2 separate regions of the Gasterosteus aculeatus genome follow, and region 2 is linked to region 1. Evidence: chromatin contacts called from public Hi-C data. All regions are on one chromosome and are shown on one strand. The core of a region is the stretch at or near the end of the contact, and the rest is flanking DNA. Distances in the headings are between cores, read along the strand shown. Region 1 holds the start of carmil3 (capping protein regulator and myosin 1 linker 3). Region 2 overlaps carmil3 (capping protein regulator and myosin 1 linker 3).

Region 1 (7,349 bases), core at 1,852-4,351:
CAGACGAGGGCAGTGTACCACAGCTCTGTTGCCCACAGATGAGGTACTCTAGCACTTTGGTGAATGTTGGAGTGGGATCAAAAAGCTTGCTTTGAAACATCATCTTGAGTCATTACCGACATCAGGAACAACTGTGATGTGGCAGCTGCTGGCGCTGTTACATACGCTGGCTGTTATGGAAGTGGGTGCCAGAGTGCTTCGCACTCCTCTTCTTCTCCCTCTCTGAGTGAAGCTGCGATATGTGAATCGTTCCACTTGTCCAACCTTGCAAAGGTTGTCCAGTTATTTCACTCTATTGTCGGGATAACAGTTGTTTTCCCTCCAGTGTGAAACATTCTATAACCCCTCCCTTTAATGTATAGAGTATGTTTTTCGACTACATGTTACAATAGTACTTTTGGGACAAATCAAGTAGAGCAAAAACATATTTTCAACAAAAAGTGTTCTTTGTAGTTTCACACACACACACACAAGCCTTGTCTGCTTCAAACACATAGCTGTCTGAGCAGTAAAAAGCTTTTATGTCATGCCAGCACAGGGACTACCTAGACCAAGTAGTAATTGAGGGCATATTGAGCATCTCGACTCTATGAAATGCTGCACTGATGAATAAATAATGGCACGTCCTTTCAAGTGCATCTTTGAACAGCGCTGAAGTTTTTAACCCGATCCAATCTGGCTATAGGCCCTGCACGCACACACACACACACACACACACACACACAACCATGAAACTCCTATTCCTGTTGATTATTTCTTGGTACCCCTGCGACATCCCCCTCCCCCCTGTCTCTGGCATAATGCCCCCCACTAAGTCTTCTTTCATCACTGTAAAGTATCAGTGGGACGCAGACACAAAGGACTCACACAGACATGCGCAAACTCACACAGACGCATGCATGCATTTGCATTTGCATGTTTGTTGCTTGTTAGGGCCAACTTCTGAGTGTATAAATGACCACAGACACAGCTGCACCCTCCAACCACCCATTCATCAGTGTCGTCATGTGAACAATTGTCATGGCAGGATGGTGGTGTGTGGGACTGAAATGGTTAATAAAATCCTGGTCTAATTCTGGCTTTCTGTATGAACAAAAAAAAGACCCAGCTGAACTGTGTTGCATAAGCAATGACAAGTGGCAGCCACTCAGATGAGGGGGTGAATCATACATCAGTGTTACAGCTTAAGCTTCAACCTGGTCTCAGTTCTACCTCCCAAAACCCATCTCAGTCGTAAGTGGTGATCTCGCAATTCCCGAGGAGGAAGGCACCGAATAAAACGGTTTGATATATGACTCCATTCCACTTCACATCATTACAGAAATATTGCCATGAAAACACATGTATCACAAAAAGCATCAAATCTACTTTCTGCTTCAACACAATAGAAACATTACTTTCACGTGAAGAGATATTTAAGATTCCTTCAAATCACATATTTTCTCTTAACAAATAGGCAGACACAGGGGAATATGGGAATGCAAGTAAATGCTTTGACTCTGTAAAGCCTTTCTATTGATCTAACCATGAATATTTTGAAGATCGAGTGTTCAAAATTGTTCTGACAATGCAGGTTTACCTTCAGTGGTCCACCAGGAAATTAAAAAGCCAGGTTTACTGACCTCACACTAGTATTTCCATTACAGAATCTGCTCGTCTTACTGCTCATATTTTGGAGGTCATTTAGCGTCAATAAAATCATTGAAATTCATTTTTCAACTGTTGGTGTTGTAAGGTGCAATTTAACTTTGCTTCTAGGATGAAACTCTTTTGTTGGCATAGAAATATAACTGTTGTAATTGAATTGCATGTGCATTTCTGTTGATTGTGCTTAGTTTTCTGTCTTTCTGCCATTTTTAATTAACCTAAATATTAATCCAGCCTATTTTGGACAGAACACACTTGAAAGAGATGAAGGTTCAATACAAAAACATTATGGATGAATAAAGTCTTCACTATTTCTTAAATAAGTCAAACATTCTGATATATATAATCCAATATGTACATTTAATACAGTACAATACAACCAATTAATCATGAAACAGTTAAATCTATTCAAAAACTACAATTGTCATAATATTTTCACAATAGTAGTTTTATTGGAGTTCACTTTTATTTCAAAATACAGACATTGAAAAGCTTTTTTTTAATTTCATGACCCTGTTCGTGACAGTTGGCCGTCATCAGGAACTGCCCCCCTCAGCCTTTCAGCCAATCACATGTGCCCTTGGGCTCCGAGCAGATTCATTTATTACTAATGGCGCCCGCTTCTCCAATTTAGTCCTAATATCCAAAGTAAAATCCTCTGTCGGTGCCTGAAACCACTCTTCATAGTCAAAGTAATGAATGCGTGAACGCCACAGTGGTCTCAGGTAATGTTAGTCTATGTGTGTCTTTACTCTTCGCCGAGTTGATTCTTTGAGAACGTCTTTGGAATCAAAGCGCTGCGTTTACACGGAATTGGCCCTTTAACTGTTACCTGCTAATGTTTTCGCTTTCTCTTCATTTTAATTCTGTGTTTTAAATATAAAGTAACTATAAAACCAAGCTAGCTAGGTAAGGAAGCACGTCTAGCGTTGTTATGCTAAATGTGCACTACACATTGTTCGTAGATTGAAGCTAACGGTAGCCACGTTAGCTTCCGCTATTGACGGTCAAGTGACAGGTGAAGGGGGCGTGGCCAGGTGACAACTTCACTGTGACATTAGGGAAAATTGGTTCTTAAAGTATTTACTTTTGATTTAATTAAAAAACAACTGAAAAATTATTAATTTATGTATGTATTTATTCAAGAAAAAAATACAGCGGCAAACTGTTCCTTTAGTGAAACGCTCCTTCATTGTTTTTTTTGACCGATCGTTCTAATTACTGCCATTCTGATTTACTAACTCGCCGCGTTGGATTTTCATTACCGCCGTTTTCTTTATTGTTTATGCATCCCAGATCCTTTCTAGCCAGTCAACCGATCCTCCTCAAACTAATTAAACTACAGACGAGCATCAATGAATCCGCCTCTGTGCTGAGTAAGTCCTCTCTCTCTCTCTCTCTCTCTCTCTCTCTCTCTCTCTCTCTCTCTCTCTCTCTCTCTCTCTCTCTACTGCGCGCTACAGGATCGCTGCGCGCCTCCACTCAGTCGGGACTGTTGCTTTGGCCGCAGCACCTGCAGGCGCGGAGAGGCGATAACATAAAGGGGAGGGGAGGAGGAACCATGGCCGCAAAGGAGACTTCAACGACGGGCTCCGTCAGCAGAGAAATTACAGGTAAGCACCATCCCGAGTTCCTTGTTTTTTAGTTCGCTTTTTAACTCGGATGTTTTTGCCGCAGGAAAATGCGTCCGGAGAGATCATGAACCCATCGGAGCGATTGATTTGTAAAAAGAAGGGGGGGGGGGGGTCAGAGTTATTTTCTTGATGCAAAAGTGATGCTGCGAGTTTTCATCTCGTGCGCGTGGGAGTTACAGCAAGACTGAGCGCTTCAACGTGCAGCGTGGGTTCAGCTCTCTGCGTAGACAATGCACATACAACACACACATGCGTACACGTTGATGCGCGTCTCTCACTGCTGGTCCAGACGCGAGTTAAATCCCGCTGGTCAAGCTCCGTCTGTCTGGTGTTAAGAGCAGGAGGGATTTACAACGGCGACACACCTGCCAGGGGGGAGGGGCAAGACCTGGAAGGGGGATTTGGGTTTATGATAACTAGGTAGGGGGGCTCAGATTCATTAAATTGTAAAAGAAGTTTGTGGGGATATGAGATGGGATTTAAGTGGAAAAGAGGAGGACTGACCCATCCTACTTCATCTCCTTCCTCTTCCTCCCTTCTCCTGCCCCTCTTCACCCTGGTCCTGGGGGCCGGTGCTGAGGTCAAGCCAACAGGCCTCGGGGGCGTCACGGAGTGTGTTGAAAGGTTTAAGCGATTGGTTCTTATACAGCTTAATGTCAATAACTCTCTGTTTGTCTTCAGCTGATCCCTCCTTCGATCTGCCGGTGTGATCCACAGCCCCCCCCCCCTCCCCACCACACACAACACACACACACACACACACACACACACACACACACACACACACACACACACACACACACGCACACACTACTCCATCCACAACCTCGTCCTCGGGTGGATAGGCAACTTCATGGGTTGCTGGATGTCGAATAGTGATAGCTCTGGGTTGTGCAGCACTCACGTCGAAAGAGAGTTGTTTAGATTGTGACACGATGGAGTGTCTTGACACAGCTTGATCTCCATCTGGTGCCCCCCCCTCCGCTTGATATGTGAATATTCACACATCCGGCAGACATATGTGCGTGTTTGCAGGATATAGGTTGCGTTGTGTTTGTGAATACAGGAGCATTTTGTGTTATGTTGGTTGTGGTGGAAAAGATGTAAATGGAGGAGGCCTCCGGTGCGGTTCACTGAGCTTCAGCAGGACAATGTTGTGGGGTGGAGCAGAAGCCTCTAAAGATGCAGCGATAGGTCTCCATTGAGATCAACCGGGCTACTCCTTTTTTTTCTTCTCTAAGGCTAAAAATAACCATGAGTCCCCCTCAGCTGGAGGTGTGTTTGTGCATTTATAAGTGTGTGTATGTGTCTGATGTCCTCAAGTTTGTGTCTGTGCAGCCATCTACTGCTCTTTGGGCCTGCTCACTCCAGTGCGGCTGTCATTAAATCCACCGGTCCAACATCACCTTCGACGCGGCGTTTTCACTGAGACATCGACACATTTTTCTAAAATTGAACAGCCGGATCTTACTGCAGTTATGAAATTCAGCGGTTCCCTTTTGCACGGTCTCGCTGAGCTGTAGGCAGAATGTTGAGCACCATGGCAACCCCTCGTGCACATTATTGCCTTACTTATCAATATTTGCTAGCAATTACTCTTTGTTGTCACAACAGGAGCACAATTGTCTTCTGTTGTTGCACTGGGTGACTTTCTTAATAGTAATAGGAAGTGTCACCATGTAAGCTCACACATAGAGGAATGACCTAATAGGCCATGTTGCGAGGATCAAAGTGGAGCCCTGCTATCTGAGCAGCTTTATATCCTGAGTTCACAGAATTTGTGTCAAATCGGTGCATCCTTCATATTTCTCCACATTTATGCATTCAATTTATTTTACCTGCCTCATTTTTCACCCAGCTGTACACAGGAATTTGTGGTTTTCCACCGTAACAACAACAACTTCTGATATTATGTCATTTTCTCCCCTCGTACCTCCAGAGAGCGTCAGGAAGGCGCTGGACAAGCAGGCTGTTAAGTTTGTGCGAGCCATCAAGCAGGACACCAGAAGCGGCAAAACAGAGGACAGGATTCTGGTGAGGCCAACACCCTTAAACCCCCCCTGTCTTCCCTCACACCAGGTCACCTGAAACCGTCTCTCATTGTTAAAGTGAAAGCGTCTTTGCGCATGAGGTGTGGAAGGGAATGGCCCCTGAAAATGGAAATCAATGTAAGTTAATGCGACAAATTGGAAGAGCCGTAAGAAGCCACAGATTACTCCAACAGACGCGGTGGAAATCGGGCTTAAGACAGATGCTGCCTAAGCAGAGTGAAGTGGACGTGGCCTACTGAGTCCGTCCTCACTGTTTATTAGATGTGGCAGGATGGCCCTAATGCCACAGACGTGTGTGTGTGTGTGTGTGCGCGTGCGTGCGTGCGTGCGCGTGTGCGCGCGCGTGCGTGCGTGCAGTTCACATGGGTTACATACTGAGGCTCCTTCCTGTACATACATTAGTTTGACCCAAAGGAGAGGGGTGTATGCCAGAGGACGTGTGGTCCACCTGCGACGTGTTCATGGAGCTGCTTACTGCTCTGCTGTTGGTCTGAAATGGTCAATTAGGCGGCCGTGCTGGTGGCCGATGGGCGAGCAAATCAAAACCACTAATCAGTGCTTCTCTCAGTTTTTAGGTCTCTGCTATTGTTTTGTCTTCCCCGTCTCCCTCCACCCCTCCATCCATTTCCATCATAATCACCCCCCCCCCCTTCTATTTTTGCCATCTCCTCTCTTTGTTTCCTCTCCCTCCCTCCTTATCTGTCCATCTCGATTATTCTCTTCTTTGTCATCACCCCCCCATCCCCCTACAACTCCTCTCTCTTTTTCTCTCCCCTCCATATTTACTCAAACCCAGAGAAGGGTATCAAGCTCCGCTTTCCATCAGATGCAATTCAATTAGGAACTCTGTCTTATGAGAGATTTTTTTAATATCCAAATGGGCTTGGGCCAAATTCCTTCAGGAGAAAGGAGGAGAGAGGGGCGGGTGGGGGGTATAAGTGTTCATTCTAGCTCCTTGTCAAGAGCACTGCTCTTAAAGGCAATCTTCTGACTCTAATGGGTACATTTGTTTGGATACACAAAGGCTGAACAGATGAGGGGATTTGCAGTTTGGAGACTTTGTTTTGTGCACAGAAACAATCACTCAAGGTGGAAAACATCCCTGATGATAGTTGGAAAAAGATGAATCATTGAGGATTGTGGAGGAGATATGGAGGTGAGTTTCAGTCTCGCTTTTCCAAGCCTGAAGGGTTCAGGCGAGGCTTGCTTTTACCTTCATCCTCCCTTTCATGTGGATCCTTCACAGCTGAAGTAAATTCAGCAGGTCGGATCCGAACGGCACCAAAGCATTCGTTTAGTTTTTCAGTTGAGTTTATGGACAGGGAGAGTCTTTCAATTCGCTTTGACGTACAATTTTCCCCCAACAGACGACATACAAGCCTTTGTTCTAGATCTTGCTCTTCCTTATTCGAAACCCTTCTCCCCCCTGGAGGCTGCTGGTATCCAGCTGTCTGTACGTGTTGACTGTACCAGCCGTCATGCCGCACGACACACACACACACACACACACTGGGGCCCTCCACTCATCTCACACAGACACATGGAAGGCTCAGCCTGACATCCCAACAGCACCCAAGGCAATGTGCAGTATCAACATCCATGTTTCCATCACTGGGTAACTGCAGAAACACAAGTACGTACATACACACACATGCGTACGGTCTGACATGTGCAGGAATCATCTATGCAGACACACACTGCATCAAAAGTTGCGTGCCTACACACTCTCTTAGGACCATTATTATATCACCCTATTTGAAGATGTGCGTCAACTCCGAAAACAAAGCATCTTCAAAGGCGGGGAGTGGGTGGTTGCGATATGGAGGGGGAGGTGGAGTGCCTCCCTCCAAGACGAAAGGGAATGGAGGAAGGAAAGGTGGGGTAGGGGGAGAGGGGGAAGGAAGTCTCTGATGTGTTGTGATGGCCCAGTTGACGATCTGGCTCTTCCGCCACTTATTTATCCCGATTGGCCGCTCACTTTTATAGTCTGTTGACTCGGCGCTGCCACCCTAGAATA
Region 2 (7,349 bases), core at 2,815-5,314, 60 kb after region 1:
TTCCTAACTGTAACAACTAACTAAAACTCTGTGGCAATGTTGACAACCAGCATGAATATTGACTCTTTTAAAGCCTCCAGCTATGAAAGGAAAGTGCAGTTTCATTTCAGTCTGCCTAAACTGACTTACTGTTTTTATCACAATTATTGGATAAACATCTCATAATCATTCAAAAATGTTCTAATTACAATATGCTAAGTTAAAATTATGATTATAGAATTCATAATTAAGGGAGAACGTTTCAGTTTGTTTGTTTTCTTCCTTAGAACATTGAAAAACAATTATCAATCAGTTAAAATGATCAGTGTGAAATGGGACAGAATTATTTCACTAAGTGAATAATAGAAATCTGCGGCCTTTACAAATGGGGTAGTCTTTCTTTACTCTTTAAACGCATTTAGCTTTGTATGAAGCTGCCGATGCTTTTAGTGGGCGAGACTCTTTGTACATCGGCTCTAGACACAAACTCACAAACAATAAAGCAGCCTCCTGCACCAACGACTGATGTTCCAGCTCCCCTCCGTAAGAGGTGTTCTTTCTGCGTGCTACTCACACACATGCACATGCAGAACAACGGGTATATTCAATGTCCTTGTCCGTGCTTTTATGCTCTCATGTCCTGTAGTGGGGGCAAAGATGAATGGACAGCATGCCTCTCAAGCACTTTGGCGATGTAGTGGAGTCTGTTTTGCATGGAGGCCTAATTTGTAGCTCTATTTGTCCAATAACCAGAACAAACCGTAATATGAAATAAATCATCTTGTTTACTGTCACAATCTGTCCTGCTGTTTACGGGCTCATTTTCTTTGGAGCTGTGGTCTTGCGCTGTATTAGAGACCTTACTGGCTGCCTGTGAAAACCGATCTGCGGCAAAGCAATTATATACTGAACAAACACAACTGTTTGCTTTCATGAAAACAACAGCAACCACAAAGCTCCACCAAGCAGACCAATCTTTTAGCACAGTGTTTTGGTCTTTTTCTATTTTGGTTCACTAATTGTTCCTAGCTGTAAACACAGTGGACTCATTAGCAGCTAGTCAGATATGTCCTTCAGGAGGACGGGGAGACCATGAACTCTGAAAGGTTTGAAAAAGGGTGATATTGGCTGCCTCAGAAACTTCAACTGCTAATGCTTATGTTCTGAAGGGTTGATAAATAGTTTGTGTTCCATGGTGATTCAACGTGTACATTATACTATATGTTAACGCCGTGTTGTGACGAAGCAGCACTTTGTCTACCTGTCAAAGTCTGATTTTAGGGTGTTACTTCAGTAATAAGAGTCATTATGAGCATTTTCAAGTATTTGCCAAAAACGTAGCTTCTCTACCGTCAGGCCAATATTGCAAATCATTCAATATTGTATTATCATTATTAGTAGTACAATAGGTGGAGACTTTTGAGTTGTTCTAACAACAATAAAAACACGTTCAAGGTCAACGTTAAGCGAGCAATTTATTAACATCTTACTTTAATTGTGTATATCATCAACTGGACGGTTTTGATTGTAATATAATGATGCATGGCTTAAGATTATGCCAATTGAACATTACTGACTAATGGAACCACATGAAAATAGTATTTCATTAACAGTTACAAGTTCACATGACAGCATGTGTTTAATGCTCACCAGCAGGGCATGAAAAAGATTCATTGAGGCAGAATAAACCGCCTGCTGCCGTCTGTCTCGCATATTAAACCATCTGCACACGTCCACTCAAACTGCAACGTTAAGGCCAAATGGTCCGTTGACATAAGTGGTCAATGGCTAGTTGGCAGTAATTCTACAGATGAATCCAGATGTATCCATAATACACAATCTATCCTCTTTTAATCTGCTGTCTTTACCCCCCCCCCCCTTCTCCTTCAGTCAGTTGACCTACCTACATCAGGGCCAGTCGCTGAGGAGAAAGAAGAGACGCAGCGTTTTGTCCATTTTCTCCGGCTTCCGCAAGAACCGCAACTCCACCATCTCCAATCAGGACTCAGAGTGAGTGTGCGGCGTGGTGGAGGGAGGGGGCGAGAGTGACCCCACCCAGTGCACAGACCCAGAGGAGGAGACCGCTGTGGAAGGGATCCGGCGGTGGCCGCTGACGTCACTTCATTGCCTTATAAATATTTTAATGGGAGAAAATATTTTGCTGTCTCCTACTGAACTCTGTGTTGCGTTGCATTCGTTGACACTGCCGTTACATAACGGCACCCATGGTTTAGGAAACCATCGACAGCAGCATTGCAGGGAGGAGAAACCCACCGATTAATAACTCAGTAGGTGTTTTTGTAAAGAAAAGGGCACTCAGTGAAAGCTGTGTATGCATCTTAACAGACTGAGGTGCTTACAAATTGAACTCAAAAGTTGTGACCTAAAAGTGGTGACGCGGCTGCGGCGCTGGACTGGCTGCAGGTTGTTGCTAAGCACTCCACATTGTTCATTGTTGTGTTCACTCACGCCGCCTCCTGCACACAATCCTTTTGTCTTCAAGGATTGTATTTATTATTGATGCCATCTTTTATTTATTGTCATAATGCAGCACGCAATGCAGCATGCAACACAGGGACTTACAACAAAATGCACTTGTAGCCCGTTTCTAACAAAGGAGGAACATGACTGCTAAACACAACGGTAGAGCAATCCTGGAGGAAATTGCAGCAAACATTTTAACATCAAAAATTGTGACATCGTGAAACATTGTCCTGTTCACCAAGCATCATTAATGGTAACACAGAGTCCTCCACCTCCAAGTCTCATTTCATCTGTCTCACTTTCCTGCGGCCGTTCAGGCTGTGTGGCGGAGTGGCCTCCGATCCTAGCCGGGTTAGCTTAGTTTCTACCTCTTCTCCCGATTATAGAGACATTTATCATACACATATTTTTTAATGCCGAGTACGGATTGTTAAGGCACAATGTATTTGTGACGTAGTAACAGGCCAATTAGCTCACCAAGCACTTCCTCATATCACCCTGTGCCCCTCGGGTCAAACCTCAAACAAATAAATGTGCATAGATGTGATTCACTCATCACAATCTACAGGGTTTTTTTTTGTGTGTATGTGTGTGCTCCAGCAGCACCTCAGAGAACGTCTACTCAATGATCCAGCACACCAAGGAGGCGGGAAGGCCAGAGAGCACGCTTCCTGGAGCCAACGGGACCATGCCCTTGCCTGGGCCCGTGCAGAGTGTACCTGTGCACGGGATGAGGGCCGCTAGTCCCTCCGTCCAAAGACAGGTGGGCTGTTTAGGGCTGTCACAGTGACAAATTCCAACCACTTCACTACTGACGGAGAATCCTGAATCCTTTCAACGCACAGTGTCACTCCGCGTGTGTGTGTCTCCGATGTACAAATGGACCAAACCGTTTGGCACATGTTGCGGTGTTTCCCTGTGGAATAGTGCACCATCCTGCCGGTAGTAAATGCACATGTGCAAAGATTTTCTGCCAAGGTGTATAGATGTTCCCGGTCTTTATCTGTGTTGGACATGTGTAGCTTTTTAGAAAAGTGGCCTATTTTCAAATCTCTGTTTGGATCTGCAGGATCCTCACTGAGCCTTGAGAGGCTTTGACATCCCCGTAAAAATGAAGGATAATTTAATTTTAGTGTAATTGAATTCACTAGAATTATTAAATATTAATCGTAGCCCTCACTCTCATGGCGGTTTCCACCAGGCTAGACGGTTAAATGCCTCAGTATGTCATGGAAGACCGAGAAACCAAGACACTATATTATAAGGTATGTGACTTCGGTTCGAGGACTCATCTATCTTTTCTTTTGTCTTTTTCTTGTCCAGTCCACAGACCTGGTCAGCATGGTGTACAGTTGCATCGGGGCAGACATCGAGGACTCCGATGGGAGCAGCACCTGCAACATTAAAGAGATGGACCAAGACACGGACCGAACCACCACCATCTCCGACGTGCCTGCAGACTCTCGAACGAACGGCCACGTGGCATCCTCCAAACACCAGACTGACAGGCAGATGGAGAAGGGCAGGCAGGAGAGGATCGTACCCCTGACGGACCCGAGGGCTGACGCGGAGGAGGACAGAGAGGGCGCTGTGGTCCCCTGTGGGCCGAGGCCTGAGCCGCCTCCACAGTGCATCAAGCCGAGTGTGGCTGCGATGAGGCAGAGACACCTGCAGGAGAGTTTAGGTACTGCATCTGAGACAGAAAGTGATGTTATATGATGGTTCTCCCTCAGAGTACAGCAGAGTATCATATTTATTTATCTTAACAGCTTCCCTGGTTGTTAGATGCTGTCCAACTATCACGATGGTGGCAAAACAAATTTATTTACTCTGTGGTTCCGATGCCATTAAGACATCGGTAAAATAGCTGGAGGCCGGCACGGGTCATCGCTTAAAATCAATGAGGAAATCTTCAACTTGACATTTGAAATAACATCATCAAGCAAAGATCTGATAAGTGACGACCCTTTCGCTGGTTATCATATGCATAGCCTTTTGTGTTAAAGTTGTAAAAAGCACTTAACATAGAAATGTTAAACATTGTAGACGCTTCATTGTTTATTTATCCTTTCGTTTTGGTTTGTGCTTCATATGTCTGGCAGTGATTTCTTACATTTCCAGTGACAGCATGGACGGGCTCCTCGGTCAGGCTGTGTTTGTTTTTTTTTTTACTGGCGGCTCATTTTTAAGACTCTGCTGGCTGTGTTTCTGTCTCTCCAGAGGAGGCAGGGAGGCTGCAAGGAGAAGAAGACGAGGGTGAAAGGAAGCAGCAGGAGGAGAAGCCGACAGCGCGAGGGCCAGAGGGACAGCGTCCTCTGGTTCCCAGTAAGGTTTGTGTACAGCGTGTTAAATACACACAGCCAAACATCTGCTTCCCACTCAAACACTGTGACTCGCGACCTCTCAACCCTCCCACAGCCCGGTCACCTCTCGAGAGACCACACCTCTCCGGAACCCCCTCCCGACACCTTCCCCGTGAGTCCGGGGGAGGAATCCAGCGATGAGCGGAGGAGCTTGGCTAGCGCTCCGCCAATCAGTCAAGAGGAGGGAGCTGCCGAGAGGAGGAGCCCACCCCCGTCAGCCACGCCGTGGACAGAAGCGGCAGATCCTTTCAGTCCAGGTGCTGTAACAACTTTACTGTGTTATGTGTTAGATAACAAACATTTGAGTTTTACTAGTAGAAAGTGGCCATAATTATACAGTATACATCGTACTATCTGATATGATGACATCCTTAAGTCCATTTAGACAGAATATAATAATAATAATATAAGATGATAATGGCGACCTTCTTTTCTTTTATCACCATTTCACTAACCAGATGAAGAAGGTCATAATGGATTTCCAGCAACTTTGCGTCACACCAGGAAGTCCAACTCATTTGACATAGGTACTGTATGACTGCTGCTGCCCCATCTGTTGCACACATCATGATGAACGCAGCATGCATGCTGGTTAGTTTTACGCATGGACGTCTGAGGCGGATGCACATCTCGCTGTTTTTAATTCATTCAAAACAAGCCTTTGTGTCTTATTATCACAAGAAAAGCAGCGTGAGTCTCTTTATTGCCCGTAAAGCTTCCTGGCTCCTTCATCCTACGCCCCCTTTTTTTATTCCCCCACCCCCCCTCTTGTGTGTGTTGTCGTGCCATTTCCCCTCAGGCACGGAGCGGGACAGCCCCTACGATCTGAAGACGTCCTCAGATCGCAGGATCCAGGCCCGTTTCCCCCAATACAGAAACAGATCTCTGGACTGCCCTGCTGGGACCAGGTGTATGTACCTGTTTCACTTTCTGCCAATATGTGTGGTGTGATGACCATGGAACTGGGGAATTTTTCACCCTGAAGTTTTCGATGGGTTTATCTCAAAACAACGATTTCTTGCTGATATGTGTACAGTTTTAATTTGATTAAATGTTGTGAGAAATTCGGTTTATGAAGTCAATTCAAATCCCCAGAAGAAGTTGTGTACAGCTTTATTGTATGACTCAACTTCTGAAGAAAAAGCTCAATTATAGACTTTTCAGTACTTGGCTGAGTCACACCCGACATATTGAAAGCATGCTTGTTCCGCTATTTTAAGACTGGCTGACCAGAGAAAGAACTAAAACAATATTTCCAAGATATGATTTGGCAGTTTTCCAGAAAAGTCTTGGCACAGCCTGCAGCCTGGATGAGCCTGCTATTAAACTAGAACCCCTCCCATCCTTTTACAGTACTGATGAATCCCTCCTGCTTTAATTCAAACTGATACTATTTTGCATTACTCAGGTAATGTGCGGCCACGTGTAGCTGACAGGTCATCAGTTTCTACGCTGAGCCGCTTGGTATTGAAGATATAGAACGCCTGAGGCCAAACCACTGGCCGTTGCCTCTGTGATACTGAAGTGTGTATCAGAAAGCTCAAAATCACAATCGTAAAAAGGTCCACATGTCAGAGATGATGACACAAAAGCCTTCTACGTAGAAAGTGCTGAAGCGGCGTCTGGTTACAATTTAGACGGGCTGAAGTCCTCTTCATCCTATGGACAATGGGCACGCTGTCACACTATGAAAGGAAACCACAAGTGAAATCCAAGCGTTGAGCTAAATAGAAGCAATGGCTCGATAACCCATTTTTCAATGACCAAGTGGGAGCATCATTTACTGAACAGCACGCTGTGCTCAATATGACGAAACTGAGGCTATAAGTGATGTTTACAATGCTGGCTAAGGTAATAAATAAATTGAGAAGCAGGGTTATTTTCTCATTAACTTCTGAACAATTGCTTTTTTTTGCTGTTACAGGAGTCGCCCCCTGCTGACCAATAGAAACAATGCAGGGTTTAAGTTCCTCATTGCTGATCTGGATGTTGCCTCCTGCTACAAACATATGTGACTGGCAGTATTATCACCTTATGAGACTGATGTGGAAAACACGTTGGCAACCATAGAACAACATTAAATGTTTTTACATGTTTTTCATGTAAACTGCTCTCTGCTCCGGTTTCATACAACGAGTCACGTGCCACAAATCCAGCACAAATATTCGAAATAGACTGAAGGCCTGTGTGGAGTTCGGGGCCGCTGCGAAGTTGGGTAATTATTGTGATGTGAACTTTGCCAGTACAAATCATTCACATATCAACATCATCTTTAAGTTGAGTCTACTGATGAAAAGGGAACTGAAGGGTGTGGGTGAAACTTTAGGGTACATTGGTAATGGAAAGACTTTGATTATTTCAGCTTTATAGTTATGTAATCACATTCTATCCGCTTCTTCAGGTTATGAAAGTCCCCGGCTTGGTGACCCAGACGGTTTGTGACGTTGCCAGTGGACCAGAGGAAATGTTCTGGGCAGCGAGGCCTGGAACAAGGAGGACTGGAGAGAGACGAGCTTTTAAAAC

What was found. A called contact is a pair of places that touch in the nucleus more often than the background predicts.
Region 2: a Hi-C map of whole body shows a contact between it and region 1, with 2.8 times the contacts expected there. The contact joins the enhancer-like site here to the promoter of carmil3 in region 1. A contact is called at or near these places in 3 of 6 Hi-C or Micro-C datasets (skeletal muscle, tail fin and whole body).

The regions. Positions count from the first base shown.
Region 1 is chr3:3,271,465-3,278,813 of fGasAcu3.hap1.1, forward strand. carmil3 (capping protein regulator and myosin 1 linker 3) reads left to right here and starts at 3,102. Exons shown (of 40, transcript XM_078098710.1): 1 at 3,102-3,260; 2 at 5,221-5,315. The coding sequence starts at 3,209.
Region 2 is chr3:3,330,292-3,337,640 of fGasAcu3.hap1.1, forward strand. carmil3 (capping protein regulator and myosin 1 linker 3) reads left to right here. Exons shown (of 40, transcript XM_078098710.1): 33 at 1,870-1,989; 34 at 3,067-3,226; 35 at 3,787-4,147; 36 at 4,684-4,793; 37 at 4,882-5,083; 38 at 5,285-5,353; 39 at 5,626-5,736; 40 at 7,228-7,349. The coding sequence ends at 7,268. Among protein-coding and RNA genes, the nearest start is that of LOC144405483, 15 kb to the right of the region's middle. Within about 2 kb of position 4,065, at least 4 of the 9 cell types and tissues checked have open chromatin away from gene starts, as enhancers often do.